Regions from separate parts of the Mus musculus genome. Here region 1 is linked to region 2. Evidence: chromatin contacts called from public promoter capture Hi-C data. All regions are on one chromosome and are shown on one strand. Each heading gives the region's core, a stretch centred on a gene start, on an enhancer-like site or on the middle of the called end of the contact. The rest is flanking DNA. Distances are from core to core; before and after follow the strand shown. Region 1 overlaps Gm27166 (a long non-coding RNA gene). Region 2 overlaps Fli1 (Friend leukemia integration 1).

The links. Promoter capture Hi-C pulls out the DNA fragments that hold promoters and counts their contacts.
Region 1: a promoter capture Hi-C map of frontonasal cranial neural crest shows a contact between it and region 2. The contact joins two enhancer-like sites. A contact is called at or near these places in 7 of 39 promoter capture datasets (cranial neural crest, frontonasal cranial neural crest, maxillary cranial neural crest and 4 more), 1 of 484 Hi-C or Micro-C datasets (B cells) and 1 of 115 datasets of contacts at active chromatin or transcription factors (stem cell-derived neural progenitor cells).

The regions. Positions count from the first base shown.
Region 1 is chr9:33,067,816-33,071,651 of GRCm38.p6, forward strand. All of the region lies in intron 1 of Gm27166 (a long non-coding RNA gene), which reads left to right. Among named protein-coding and RNA genes, the nearest start is that of Gm27166, 38 kb to the left of the region's middle. Within about 2 kb of position 2,231, at least 1 of the 459 cell types and tissues checked has an H3K27ac peak or open chromatin away from gene starts, as enhancers often do.
Region 2 is chr9:32,442,352-32,445,900 of GRCm38.p6, forward strand. The region is part of intron 5 of Fli1 (Friend leukemia integration 1); the gene reads right to left. Among named protein-coding and RNA genes, the nearest start is that of Gm22060, 2.8 kb to the right of the region's middle. Within about 2 kb of position 1,645, at least 11 of the 459 cell types and tissues checked have an H3K27ac peak or open chromatin away from gene starts, as enhancers often do.

The DNA of each region.
Region 1 (3,836 bases), core at 981-3,480, 630 kb after region 2:
TATTTTCTTCCTGCCCTTTGACCCAGACCTAAATCTACAGAGACAGAAGATGAGGGCCTCACACCCTTAGATGGACATGGATGAAGGGGGTCTAACCTGGGCAATCCACTGAGATTTTTATAGCCCTGCTATTGTCTATGGTTATGTTTGCCTAAGCTATGTGCAGAACACAACAGGATTCTTGTGGAATTTAGGTTTGGAAATGGTCAATTGTGGAAATCCCCTCAATTACTTAGAATTTAGAGAAATGTCTATACACTGGGCACTAGGGTAGAGGCTGAGTTAAAGAAGAGGGAGATGCTTGGCATGTGGTGATGAATAATTAAAATAATCTTGGATTAAATTTTACTTATTCTTTGACCTTGTTTAGCTTCATGGAGGACAAATGTGACCTTCAAACCAAGGTGATGTGCTTTATTACGCAGGAACATAGTAATATAATGCACAAATGTGCATACATTTCTGCTTGAGATTTTTTTGTTGTTCTCTAGTCCAAAAGAAGTTGTGTGATAGACTTTTCTAGAGTTGGCTTTAAAAGAACCAATGCCTAGGAGCTACCTACAGTGATCACAGGGACACAGCTAAATTCTTGAAGCTTCTAATGTGTTTCTAAAGCATAGCCAGGGATGAGTCAACTGTTTGATAAGGCAAAGTCAAATATGACATAGAGAAGAGCTTATTACCAAATGCCTGAGGCAGCTTTGAATAGCTTTGATCCTGCTGGCCATGTACACACCAACAGTTTATGCCCTATAAACTAACTCAGCAGTTAACAGTTGTCTTTACAGGCATCTTCAAGATCCATATTGAGTCTATTTCTTTAAAAAAAAAAAAACCTCTCTAGCAGAAGTCTTGCCCTTCCTCCCTTCCTCCCTTCCTCCCTTCCTCCCTTCCTCCCTTCCTCCCTTCCTCCCTTCCTCCCTTCCTCCCTTCCTCCCTTCCTCCCTTCCTCCCTTCCTCCCTTCCTCCCTTCCTCCCTCCCTCCCTCCTTCCCTCCCTCCCTCCCTCTCTCCCTCCCTTCCTTCCTTCCTTTCTTTCTTGTGTGTGTGCATGCAGGCATGTGTGAGTGTGGGTACATATGTATGTAACATGTACACATACATATGTAGCACATGTATAGAAGTCAAAGACTGATGTTGGGTGTCTCCTTCCCTTGATCTCCACTTTGTATTTTGAGGCAGTGTCTCTGAACTGAGCCTGAGCTTGCCCATTAACTAGTCGGTTGTGCTGGCTGGTTTTACTTCACCATGATACAGGCTAGAGTCATCTGACTGGAGGGAACTTTGATTTCAAAAATGTCTCCAAAACATCTAGCTGTGGGCAAGCATGGCAAGCATTTTATTAATTAGTGATTGATGGGGAGGGGACCAGTCTACTGTGGCTGTTGCCACTCATGGTCCTGGGTTCTATAAGAAAAGAGACTGAGCAAACCAGAGAAAGCAAGCCAATAAGAAGCACCACTCCATGGCCTCTCCATTAGCTCTTGCTTCCAAGTTTCTTGCATGATGGAGTTCCTGCCCTGACTTCCTTGGATGATAAATAGTGATTTGGAAGTGTGAGCCAAGCCAACCCATTCCTTCCCAAGTTGCTTTAGTTAGGGTGTTTCATACAGCAATAGCAGCTCTACCTAGGACATCTACCTAAACTTGGATCCCCTCTTGTGTGCTGGGATTACACAACCAACATTTCTGTGAGTATCAGGGATGTGAACCCACATTCTTGTGCTTGAGCAGTAATCTACTGAGTCATCTCTCCAGCCATAAAGTCTCAGCCTTCCTTTTGCCCCCTGCTTCTCTGGACTACTGGATTAGGCTTGGGAATCCAACCTTGATCTCTTTAACCTAAGCAGTACATTCAAGTGTATACTCACTACGTGAGAGTCGAAGTTCCATGAACACAAACACAAAGCAAGCAGAAAGGAAGAGAAGCAGACCAGGAAGGGCCTTTTGCAACATGTTCCTCTTAAGCTTGCTCTGCCCCAAATTCAAACCCAGGCTTGCCTAATTCCTGTTATGCCCACCTCAATGTCCCTCAACTCTTGGACATTTGGAGGCCTTTAGGACAAAGCAGCTGGCTACTCCATGGCTCACATCCCTTTGTTTCTGTCATCCTTGTTCTAAAGTGCCCACTAGCCTTAACTCCAGGTACTGAAAAAAGTATGACATTTATGATACTTTTAACCACTCTCCTCCCCCTTCAGCAATGCCCCTCTTCTGACTCTGAAAAATCAACTCCCTTGACAAATGTCAGTAAACTGACCTTCCTAGTAACCTGGATTAGGGGATCGACAACTAAATGTAAAACCGTGATTAGCCAAGGGCATTTGAAGGAGAATCAGGTGTTCCTATCTTCCTCTCCCAGCGCCAAGGCCTAGCTCTCTATTTACAGAGCACAATGTTGCTGTGATAGCCTAATTGATTTATAATGTTTTTCTCCATATTGTAGCATGTGTGCAATTAGTTCTTGAAAAGGAAACACAGCTCAGCTCAGTTGCCGCATCTGCTTCTAGTCAGGGACTTACAATTTCATGCCCTGTTTTCCAGATGGCTTGATTAACATGCAAGGAAACCTAGTGGCTTGGCCAGGGCTGCAGATGAAACCAAGTAATCTCAGGTATAATTAGACCTGGGAGAAATATTCCTGATGGGAAGAAATCTCAGCAAAATCTCAAGATAAATAAAGTACACTGGGGAAGAGGGTGGGAAGGTGGAGACACATGGAGTGTGTGTTTTAGTTTTGTTGTTGTTTTTGTCTTTGTTGTTATTCATACATTAATGCATTAGTTTATCCACGGAGCATGTAATCATTGAAAGCTTAGTAGATCACAGTTTCTCATTGATTTTACAGTGGTTAATCAAGTAGTGTTTTATTTTTTTATGGAGTCCATGGTTTGTATATGGACTTTGTAACTTTGTAGTCATAGTGAAGAAAATATGAATGCACAACAAGTGTCATGGTCTGAGAGGTACCCATGTTCTGAGTCAGAGACTTCTCTGGGGACTTCCAATAGAGAAGAGATTAGCTTCAAATGGGTACCAGCACTTTACACCAAGTGAGCAACAGATTAGAGAAAAGGTCTTGTTGAATTCCAGGAATATTAGGAAGGCCACTGTAGCTGCTCTAGGAGGAGTGGGAAAGTTTTATAGAATGAGAAGGAAACCTCAAGAAAGAAGTTAAACAAAATAGAGGATTCCCATTTCCTCTTAAGCCTTAAATATTTCTTTCACGGAATAGAAGCAAAGCAAACCTTGGATATCTAAATGAGTGGTGGTTGTGGGCAGCATGTGGATATCAACAATGGAAATGCAATGGATGGTTTAAAGAGATGTCAAGAGAGCAAGAGTAGGTGAAGTTTGGTGGTGTGTTGCAAGCAGATGATAACGTTGATCTATAATTTTTCTCAAGTAATAGAAAATACCATGCCCTGAACTGAAACGGGGCAACCTGAGAAATATTAGTTTATCATAAAGATGGAATTTCATATAAAAAGCAAAGTCAGTAATTTTGAAAGAAAGAATAGTTTGAAAGGAGGAGGAGGCTCAAGACTGAGGCTTCAGGTGTTCCAACTGCAGATGTCAAACTCGAAGAGTTCTCATAAGGAAGTGTGTCTGAAGGATATGCTATCCAATAGGCTAACAGGAAAAAGTATATACTAGACACCATAGAAATTGTATGTGAATTGGAATTAGGAGCATGGAGGGCATTCATAACCTACAAAGGAAGCGTTTCAATATTGTATTTTATGCTACATGGCATATTTACAAAAACTACAAACATAATAGCAGACTCATTCCAGAGAAGGTATCTGATAAACACAAATACACACACTTCTGTTT
Region 2 (3,549 bases), core at 395-2,894:
GAGACTGTGAGAACAGATTCTGCCCTGCTTCAAACCAACATGGTGATTTGGGCTTCTCATCTATAAAATGGGAATAATGATAGCATTAAACTAATAAGGTTTTATGGCATAGAAAAATCTTCCATGACTAAGTATTTAATAAATATGTTATAAAGGAAAAAAGATAGAAACAGGAAAGAAGGAAGGAAGGAAGGAAGGAAGGAAGGAAGGAAGGAAAGAAAGAAAGAAAGAAAGAAAGAAAGAAAGAAAGAAAGAAAGAAAGAAAGAAAGAAAGAAAGAAAGAGAAGGAGGAGGAGAAGGGGAAGGGGAAGGGGAAGGAGTGGTAGTAGTATTCTGGAGGATCACTTTTTCCTGTGGTTCCCCTTTGCACAGCCACAGACTGAGAGGCCACACTTGAAAGAGAGTTTAGCTGATAAAATAGCAAGTAGCATTTGGGTCAAAGGGACCACGAGCTCCTAAGCATGGACAGCTACACGATGAGACATTTTCCCTTGTTATTTTGGGATGGGACCCTTTACAGCTTCAGGGTTGATCATATCAAGTGGGAAGTGAGGGTTAGCAGAGAGGAGGGGAGGGGAGGGGAGGGGAGGGGAGGGGAGGGGAGAGGAGGGGAGGGGAGGGGAGAGGGTACCCCCTGCAACCCCCACAGGAGAAAAAGCCAGTCTCCCCATAGAAGCATCTTGGAGGGCTGGCTTACAGTGACCTTTTAGGGAGTGGGTTAAGGGTGACTTTCATCTGCCCATCCAATGGTTTCTAGCTCCAGGGTGCTTTAGTCATTTGAGAGGAAAAAACTGTCCTCTGGAATCTGTCCAATACTAAACACTACTAAATTGGAGAAAGAGTGGGTACAAACAAAACACCTCATAAAAGGGGCAGAGGAGACTAGAACCAGGCAAAGCTATAGGGCCAAGGCCTCTGAAGGGGCGGCAGGTCCCTGGGTAGGGGTGGGGTAAGTGGAGAGACAGTCCCAAGCTTGACTGAAGGCATAGTAGGTACAGTTCCATTCAGACTCGAGGGCAGACCCAAGAGAGCAAGCATCCACAGTTGTCCAGAAGGTGCTGTGACATAAACTTACACGTTGCCCCTGGATTTCAAGTATGAACAGAGGGGGTGGCTGCTGCCTAATCCCTCACAACACCATGTCAAAGATCCAAAGAACCCAGTGTGGTCCTGCTTCCAGGGCCTGCAGATTGAACACAGAGGAGTCATCTCCTTGCAACCTGCAGCTCTAGGCTGATGTGAGTGTGGACGAGAGAGGGAGAGAACTTATGCTTACGCTGAGGATAGTGGTCAGTGAAGGATGTGTGTGTGTGTGTGTGTGTGTGTGTGTGTACTTCAAAGAAATCCTAGTAAGAATAGTGTGTACATGCACAACACCAGGGCAAATGCTCCCCTCCCCTCATCCCCCCTCGCCCATCTACCTACTTCTCACCAGGTTGGGGAATGAGACTTCAAATCTTTTGCTCATTAGCCTGGAACAAATTTACACTTGTCTTAGGGAACATGAAAACTGTTTCCAGTAATTTTAGAGACCGTGTGCTCGTCATCGTATGGCCACACGTGTGCAATAACAGAGCACACAGCACACCCTGGGACAGGAATAACAGTTCTTTTACTTAGAGAAAGGAAGGATAATGGTTACTTAGAAAGTGTCCCAGACAAGCTGTCAAATTGAATTCAGAAACTTGGAGTCTGACTCCAGGGCCGGGCTGGCTGGCTGGACTCCCCTGAGATTGGGGTTTCCTGCCTGCCAGGGCTCAGAGACAACGATTCTTTGTTTCCAGTTTCTCAATCTCTCTCTCTCTCTGTGTGTGTCTCTCTCTGCCTCTCTGCCTCTCTGTCTCTCTTTCTCTGCCACTTTTTCTCGAAAATAAGTAAGTAAAAATAAAAATTTTTAAAAATCAAACACATCTCTTAAAGAGGGTCAGATAGGAAACAGACAAGACATTAACTCTGGATTTTTTTTTTAAGTTAAAAACAAAACCAAATACAAACCAGAGAGAGAAAGCTACTGTTTATCTATAATCACAAATCTTGCCTCTGGACCACAGAAATAGCTGAGAAACACACAATTACACACCCTCACCCACACACAAGCACACACACATAGATACAGACACAGACATACACAGACACAGACAGGCAGACACACACACAGATACAGACACAGACATACACACATACAGACAGACAGGCACACACACACACACACACACACACACACACACACACACACACACCACATCATTTCTATTCTTGTTTCTATGTTCACCTACTCTCCCCTCCCCATAGACTCACAGTCTGAATGTGGGCCTCCCAAGAGCACGCCACCCTCGTTCACTGTACACAGGTGTGGAATGCAGACATTCTGCTCGTTTAACTGTCCTCCCACTCAGATAAAACTTATCATTGTCTTTACAGTCACAGAAAAATTCCAAGATACATAAAAGGGAAAAAGTCCAGTGAAGCCTTACTGGGGCCCATTGCTCTGCTGAACAATTAAAAGCCATGGCCAATCTCACTTTAGCTCCACCCCACTACCACTGGGCCTTAGTATTTTGAGGCAAATTCCTGGCTCCTGCTTTGGGCTCCATACCTGAGATTCCAGTCTCACCATGAAGTGCCTAAGCACATTGTCTCCAGTGCTGGAGACCTACCCAAGGGTCACACATGCCACCCGCTGACACTTTGTTCACGTGTATAGGGACTCACCTTTTTCAAAATACCACCCAGAACACACGTGGAGGCATATGGCAGTGCCTACACACACCCCAGAATCAGAGTTGCCCCTCCTACATTTCTATATCCACATCCAGCTTTTCCAGAGACACCCCTCCCTCCCCCACCCCCACACACATTACACCATAACCTCTCGGATGATGTCATTCTGAACTCCGATGGAGAGGGTGTGTGCAGGAGGCAGCAGGGCGACTTTCTGAGACTCTACTGCTCATCTGCAGGTGTGATTGGCGCCCCTTGGCTATCATATTTCCAAGATTCTGGAAGGTTTATTGTATGGAGCAAATCCTCCATAAGTCAGAGAATCAATGAGCAACTGGGAGAAGGCAGAACGACTCACAGAATTCAGGTCCATTCTTTACTAAGGCACTGACCACCTACATCCTTTGCATGAACACACTGGGCCAGGGAGATGGCTCAGTGAGAAAAGTCACTTGTTACTAAACCTTGAAGATCTGAGTTCAAATCACAGAACCTACATGGTAGAAGAAACCAACTCTGCATGTGTTGTCTCTGACCTCTGCCCTTGAGCTATGGCATACCACCCATACCACACAAAAGGTAAACTAATATAATACTAAAAAGTCCTATACAGCTTGGATCTCTCATATACTAAATGCTTGTGGTCTGACGTATTTTCAGTCTTCTGTAGTATCTTTCAGGTTAGGGTGGCTTTGGCTGGTCTCAACCATTTTATGGCCTTTGATTCTTTTGGGGGGTGTTGTTTTGTTTTTGTTGTTTTGTTTTTTTGTTTTGTATAAAAGATATTCAGTAGGTATTTTCAACTGTGGCTCTTCCTTCCTTCCCCTT